Linked DNA regions of Pan troglodytes: region 2 is linked to region 1. The links are chromatin contacts, called in public capture Hi-C maps. All regions are on one chromosome and are shown on one strand. The core of a region is the stretch at or near the end of the contact, and the rest is flanking DNA. Distances in the headings are between cores, read along the strand shown. Region 1 overlaps UNC5CL (unc-5 family C-terminal like). Region 2 overlaps UNC5CL (unc-5 family C-terminal like).

Region 1 (3,422 bases), core at 431-2,930:
GGACAGTTTTCAAATCACAGGGTGACTGCCTGCCTGGATTGAGCACAGATCTGGCCCTCCTGCAGGATCCCCAGCCCTTGGGCAAGGAGAACGGTGGGAAGCAGGCCTTTGGGGGCTTCTCTGTTCCAATAACGATGCAACAGTAACTACTAACATCCAACTGGCCCTCCCGGGCATAAGACGCTGTCATATACGTTCTTTCTTTTGCCTCTCATTGCACCCTGAAGGGAGACAGACAGTGTGGATTGCCCCAAAGTTCCTGCAAGAAGTAAGAGCCAAGACCGGGTTTGAGCTCTGGTTTTCTGAATCCACATTCTCAGCTTCCTTCCCCACTCCACTGAGCTCCCCAGTAACAGTGTGGAGTTCAGAGCAGGAGGAACCGTCAGTGATCATTGATTGTGAGCTCATCATTGCACAGTGGGGGCCCAGGAGGGAATGGGTCCTCCTGCACCTGGACCCACCCTTCACACACCAGGCCACCTATGCCTATTTTCCCAGGGGTTTTTGGTCTCTTGAGATTCTGTCCTGCTATCACCATTTTACTTTCTAGACTGTGTTTCCTCTTCACCTCTAAGACAGCTGAGGCAGTTTACAGCTGTTTACTAGCAGTCAGATAGAGGAGGAACTTAAGTGGAATATAAACTATTGAATTAAATTATCCTCTTCAAATGCCACCCGGTACTCACTCTACCTGAGAATTTCAATCAATGCTGGTAACTTCCTGCTCTCTAATGGAATGCACCAGACAAGTTTTTTTGCCTGCCATTTGAGCTGGGCTGCTGCTGTGGCAGATGCTGTTACAGGGGACAGAGATGTTCGTGTAGACCGGCATGACAATGCATCACCTGAAAGCATAGCTTTCTTGAGCTCCCAGCAGTGCCATTAGCAGGTTGGGAAATGGCTTCACTCCTCAAGCCTGGGTGTTAGAGGCAACCACAGGTGGGTCAGTGAGGCCCTCCAGGAGATGGGGGGTGGAGTTCTGTACTTCAGGACACCTTTTAGAGACTCAAGGAAACAGTGGTGTGGGAGAGGAAGAGTAGTGGGGAAGGAAGACAGATTCCCTCCTAGCACCAAAAAATATGGGTAAAGCTCATAACCATACATACAACACCCACTAATTACAAGTCAAAGGGATGGAACGTTGTGCCCTCCGTATTTATAAAACAGAATGTCCCTGGGCTGGGAGTTCCTGGGTTCAAGTCCTGGTTCCAACATTTATTAGCCATGCTGTCGGAAGCAGGTCTCTTCTCTGAGGCTCCATTTCCCTTTTCTGTAAAATAGCTTCCCTGCCTACATTATGGGGAATGCAAAAGCGTTTTTGACAGCTTCCAAGTGCTGTACAATTGTGAGTTACGATATATTGGGTGGTGGGAGGGGCCCTTTGAGAGATATCCCTCCGGACCCCCACAGACCTCTTAATCGGCCTCTGGGTCAGGTGAAGAGGGGCCAAGGCCATTTGTATCTTGGAAGGAGGGCTCCTCTGGGACGACCATCCTGGAAGTGACCTCTGGGAGGCAGCAGAGGAGGTGCTATGGAGCCGCCACAACTGGAGTTCCCAGTCCTGGGATCCTCAGGGAACAGGGAAGGGGAAGGAAGCATTGAGACTGAGTTACTGGCACTGTTTCATAGATAGGGAAGTCAATGTGGGAGTTCCACAGGGCCTGCTGGGCCCGCGGTTGTGGGTCACCACCACAAAGCTGTGTCCTGATGCCATTCCTTCCCCAGGGCTTGGGCCTCTTCCTTTCTGCCCTGACCGTGGAAACATGATCCTTCCAAGTTCACTCGTCAGCAAAATTTTCCATCCTCAGAACGGGTTTTCCAGACAGGACAAAATATGCTTTTAAGACCTTCTTCTCAAGGGCAATAGAAACTTTCTGACTTACGGCACAAGGAAAAACGAGGCAAAAATAATTACTGAGTGCCTACTACGCGTCAGCATTGTGCCAGCCAGTTTATTCACACTAATCTCATTTACACCACATAGTAACTGGCTGAAGTGAGTTAGCCCATTTTACAGATGAGGAAACTGAGGCACGGGGAGTTAAATAACTTTGACAGGATCACACAGGTGGGTAAGTGATAAAGCAGGGACTCAAACCCAGAGTTCTCTGACTCCAATATGCATGTTCTTTCTACCATGCTAATTACATAAACATGACAGAGTGGTCAAGGAGGCAGAGCAGACTCCACAAAGACAAAATGACAAAATATTTGTCATTTCTTCATGCTAGAAACATTTGAATTGCTAAGAAACAGCAAAGATACAGAATAGTTGTAGGACCCAGACTTGGAGTTCTTCATACCAGTTTCCGCCTCCATTTTGGATCTCTCTATAACCAGCTTCCTGTGGCCAGTCTGTTCTTCATTGAGAATCCTTTTGCTTTTGTTTTTGTGATGTTGCCTTTGTTGAGAGTCCTTACGGAGCTCTTCCCAAGATAGCTCTCTGCTTATCTTTCCCATCCTGGTCTATGCTTGCTCCCTTAACTCTTGGCAAGCCCATGCTCCTCCAGGCTTTTTTTCACTAGCAAAATTATTTTCCCTTCTTCCTTCAAAACATGATGCTAGAGCTCCAATCTTGAGCTGGGTGCTAGAAAAGGACCTCAGGACGATAGTGATTACCAGTTAGCAAGCACTTGCTACTGGACAGGATTCATATATGCTGAATGTTCGCATGCAGTATCTCATTTAATTGTCTGAACATCCTTAGGGTAGGTGTTAGTATCTCTGTTTGATGGATTGGGTAGCTGAGGCCCAGAGTCACTGAGTAAGCTGCCCAACATCACACAGACAGCCAGTTCTCAATCTCAGCTCTGTGTGGCCCAGAACCTGTGGCATTAACCCCACCCACAGGGGATGGTCAGGAAGATAACCTGCTTCCCCATCCTCTCTACTGTGGATCTTGATTCTTACTATAAGTTAATATAGATTCTCAATATAATTTAATATACCAAATAGCTGACAGTGAGACTCTGCTGGGAAGAAGAGAAATATGTAATACGTCTGCTAGGATCCTCAGTCCATTTGAAGAGACTAACACATGAAGTGCACTCCATGACCTCCCTTGGGTCCTGGGACATTCTCGTGTGTTCCTTCCCATCTCCCTAATGTTCCCTTTGATCTCCTCCTCAAGCTGCCCTGTTAATGCTGGTGTTCTATAGGGATCCACCTTCAACCTACCTCTCTTCTCCCCCCACATCAGGGCTTAGAGATTTGAATAACCACAGGCAGTGTGCAGAAATTCACCCAGCAGGCTGAGCATTAAACAATAGCTGCTTGTACAGCAACCAAACAAAACCTTTGCCTGGCTACAGGCCTTGAACCATACCCAGCCTGATAAAGCGTCCAAACAAAACAGAACATTTTGGCAAAATCCAAACCATGCTCAGAGCTGCAGGGTTGTTGCTCTTATTTCTATTTTCCCG
Region 2 (3,422 bases), core at 622-3,121, 140 kb after region 1:
TTGTTTGCTATTTGAAGGCAATTCAAAAAGAAAAAAAAAAATCCCCAAGTCCTCTGCACAAGTCTATGAAATCAAAGGCCCTGGGACAGCCTCTAATATGGTAGCTTCATTCCAAGGAAGAGTTTAAAGCCCAGAGAAGAGCTGTTCTAGTTAGTATGAGTCAGGGCTAAATGTTAAGTCTCCTGATGCTCACTGGGACACACCATCTCTCAGCATTAGGTGCCAATACATAACATGCCAAATGGGTTTGATGTGAGAAAGGAAGTGTCTGCCTTATAGGAATCACTCGGCCTGCATCTACCCCAGGATTTCCAAGCCTCCCTTTGCCAGCACTGGAAACCCATTTTGAGAAATTGGAGTTGGGGCCAGAAAGCATTCTATTCCCATCACTGGAATCTGTGTGGCTTCTATTTGCAACTCCAGTAGATGTGAAACTCTTAAAATGATTTTTTCCAGGGTAGGAAGGAACACAATGATGTCTTTGGCTAAACAGTGCCGGGCTACTGCACAGTTCAATCCTGAGCTAAGTGAAGGGGGAAAAGGCTGGGGCACTAATCTGGCATGACCGGCAGCGCCCGGTGGGGTAAGGAGGACAGATGAGAAGGGTAGGAGAGGACTGGTGGGGATAGGGGAACAGGGAAGGGATGGAAAGGCCTGCTTCTGAAGGCTTGCATCTAACAGAAAAGGAAGGGAACCTCCCTGACTTACCATGCGGGACCCAGATAATTTTCATACTGGAAGCACAATCTACAAAATGCTTCCCTCCAACCCATCCCCATAGGTACAATTTTACCAAATAAAATCATTCATACTCACATCCAAATTTGCCAATCTGAGCAAAATATAGTTAGTAACAAAGGAAGGCAATTTTCATATTTTATCATTCATCATAGAAAAAAAGCTTTAATATTTTTTAATTAAATACAGAAGAAAATTGTGTTGCCAGAGAGATTGTTTGCCTGCCTTTGAACAAATTAACAACACCTGTTTGCAAACAAAAGCATTTCCAGAATGGAGTCAAACCCTTTATTCTCTGTTCAGGACCCAGCCCATTCATGTCTTTTGTATACAGTATCTAACACATAGTAGGTGCTGAAAAAGTATCTGCTGACTGAATGGGGTGCTCTTTTATCCCTATCCTTTATTTCCTGACCCTAAACTGGATCTTGATCCATGGGGAAAATATCCCCACCCATCCATTCCTAGAGTAGCCCTGTCTCTTTCAACAGTCTTTGATACATAACATTGGTTTAGAGACACATGCCTGAAGGGAAAAGAGGGAGGGTTTCAGGCAGAGAAAGAAACACACAAAGACAGGGCACAGAGACTAGGCAGAAACAAAAAGATCTAAGACAGAGAGAGAGAGTAACTGAAACACAGGTGCAGAGCGGGAACAACTGTGGGAGACAGGGACAGAAAAACCAAGTCAGAGAAACTTAAAACGCACACCATTGGAGATAAAGAGATAAAAGGGCTGGGCCAGAATGATCATCTTGAAATTTCTACTCAGCTTTAATGTTTTCTGATAGAGAAAATGGCAGAGAGAGAGGAAGACACGGCCTAAGCAGGAGGATAAAGAGACAAAGGAAGTTAGTAGAGGCAGAGGCAGACAGCCAGGCGTGCCTAGCCGGGAAGCCTCGTCCTACCCTGGCCTCACACCCACGGGGCTGGGCTCCCATGCCCACTTTCGGCTCCTACCTTAAGTCCAGCCACCCTCTTCCCCTACCCGCCCCTAAAGATCTCCAAACCACTCGGCAAATCAAATCCTCTCTCCCCAACATCCTCCGTGAAGCATTCTCGCTGCTCCAGCCCGCACTCAGCTCTTCCCCTCTCAACTCCTAAAGCCACACCCACCTCCCCTAACCACAGGGCAGGGCGGTTTTCGAGTTTGCCCTTGGCTCCTATGAGCGCATCTTGACTCCTGCAAAAGAACTGTGTGCTTGTCAGGGCTCCAGACCCTACCTCCTATATTCCAGTATTCTTCATGACACCAGCCCAATGCCCGGTCTTCCTAAGTGCTCAGTGAATACTTTAGGGCCTGACCGGCCCTAAAGTGCACGCGGGGACCGTGGCCGTCCCCTGGTCAGTTTGGCAGGCTGGCCACGCTGAGGCCATCTCCTGGGCTCCTGCGCCCTCTGCCGGCCAGGAGGGGACCCGCACGCGGGACAGCTCGCGGCCGGAAGGGCGCGCCTGCTGCTGGGAGGCTGGCGAGGACGCGGGCGGCCCTGGCACCGTCCGAGGGTTCTGGGAAGGGTGGTGGGCACAGCCAGGAACAGCTGCTGTGTTCCTCTTAGGCGTAGGAGAACAACCCCTCTCGCCCCCACACCTCCTCCGGCCCTGCCCGCTGGGCGCTCAGAGCTTCTCGTCCAGCTCCAGGCCCTGGTTATCCCGGGCGCCCCCGCGCTCGGGGCCTGGGCTGCCGCCGTGTGTCCCACTCAGGTAGTTCTGGATGGCGGAGGCGCAGTCTAGCCGCTCCATGACGGTCATGAGGTAGTGCAGCTCCTGCAGGCTGCCGTTCTGCTCCTCAAACAACTCCAGGATGGCCGCTGCGGGGCTGCGCTGGCAGGACAGGAACCTGGCCCGAGGTGGGGGAGGAAGAGAAGGGGGTAGGAGCAGGGAGGGGCTCCCCCACTGCTGCAGGCTCCCTGGGCTGCGCAGCGCAAGGTCCGTCCCTCCCCCATCCTGTAGCTTTTGTCCTTGTCCTGCTCTTGCCTGCCTTCCAGGGCACAGGAGGTGGGAAGCCCCAGGGCTTTGAAACTTGAGATTGTCCTGGCTTGGAGGCCAACTCTGACCCCTACTCCTCTCTAGGCTTCAGTTTCCTCTTATTAAGATGAGGGCTTAGACAAGAGGACCTCTAAGTTTGCTACAGTTCTGATGTCCTGTAATTGCCTTCTCTACCTCCCCCACTCCAAATACACCCCTAGCCTCCCCCTAGTCTCCCCCTAGCCTCCTAACTCCCTCCTTCCTCCCTCTCTCCTAGGCCACAACATCCTGCTCACTACTAAGGAAACAGTTGCTGTAAACCATGGCTTTTTATCACGACCCTCCCGTCCACTAAAACCTTCCAGAGTCTCTCACCTCCTAACCAGCCCATGCTCCATGAGCCTTTCTGGCTCATCCAGCACCTGGCCTTGCCCTGTCTTTATGCTTTCTCTCCTTTCTCCCATCCTGAACCCCCTTAGCTCAGGCCTCTCTCTTTCTCGCCTTGCACACACTACACCCACAGCCACCTCTGCTACTCCCCAAAACAAAATGGCTGATCTCTTCCCCATCACTTCCTCCCTGAAGCCCTTTCTAGTTCACCCCTCCCAGGTGGAAGAGAACATTCTGCATCCCTCACTTCAGACTTCTGGTCATAACGCCCGCAGTTCATTATTATTCTTGCTTCAGCTGTTTTCTGTCTCTCTTCAATGTGTTATACA

Evidence for each region. Capture Hi-C pulls out chosen DNA fragments and counts their contacts.
Region 2: a contact with region 1 is called in a capture Hi-C map of stem cell-derived neural stem cells, with 5 times the contacts expected there. The contact joins two enhancer-like sites. A contact is called at or near these places in 4 of 7 Hi-C or Micro-C datasets (blood, induced pluripotent stem cells and stem cell-derived neural progenitor cells) and 1 of 1 other capture datasets (stem cell-derived neural stem cells).

What each region holds. Positions count from the first base shown.
Region 1 is chr5:46,781,036-46,784,457 of NHGRI_mPanTro3-v2.0_pri, forward strand. All of the region lies in intron 11 of UNC5CL (unc-5 family C-terminal like), which reads right to left. Among named protein-coding and RNA genes, the nearest start is that of UNC5CL, 150 kb to the right of the region's middle. Within about 2 kb of position 1,681, at least 2 of the 24 cell types and tissues checked have an H3K27ac peak or open chromatin away from gene starts, as enhancers often do. A contact at or near this core is called in stem cell-derived neural stem cells, where this site is marked.
Region 2 is chr5:46,918,255-46,921,676 of NHGRI_mPanTro3-v2.0_pri, forward strand. UNC5CL (unc-5 family C-terminal like) reads right to left here. Exons shown (of 15, transcript XM_063812970.1): 9 at 1,963-2,575. The coding sequence ends at 2,353. Among named protein-coding and RNA genes, the nearest start is that of UNC5CL, 12 kb to the right of the region's middle. Within about 2 kb of position 1,872, at least 15 of the 24 cell types and tissues checked have an H3K27ac peak or open chromatin away from gene starts, as enhancers often do. A contact at or near this core is called in stem cell-derived neural stem cells, where this site is marked.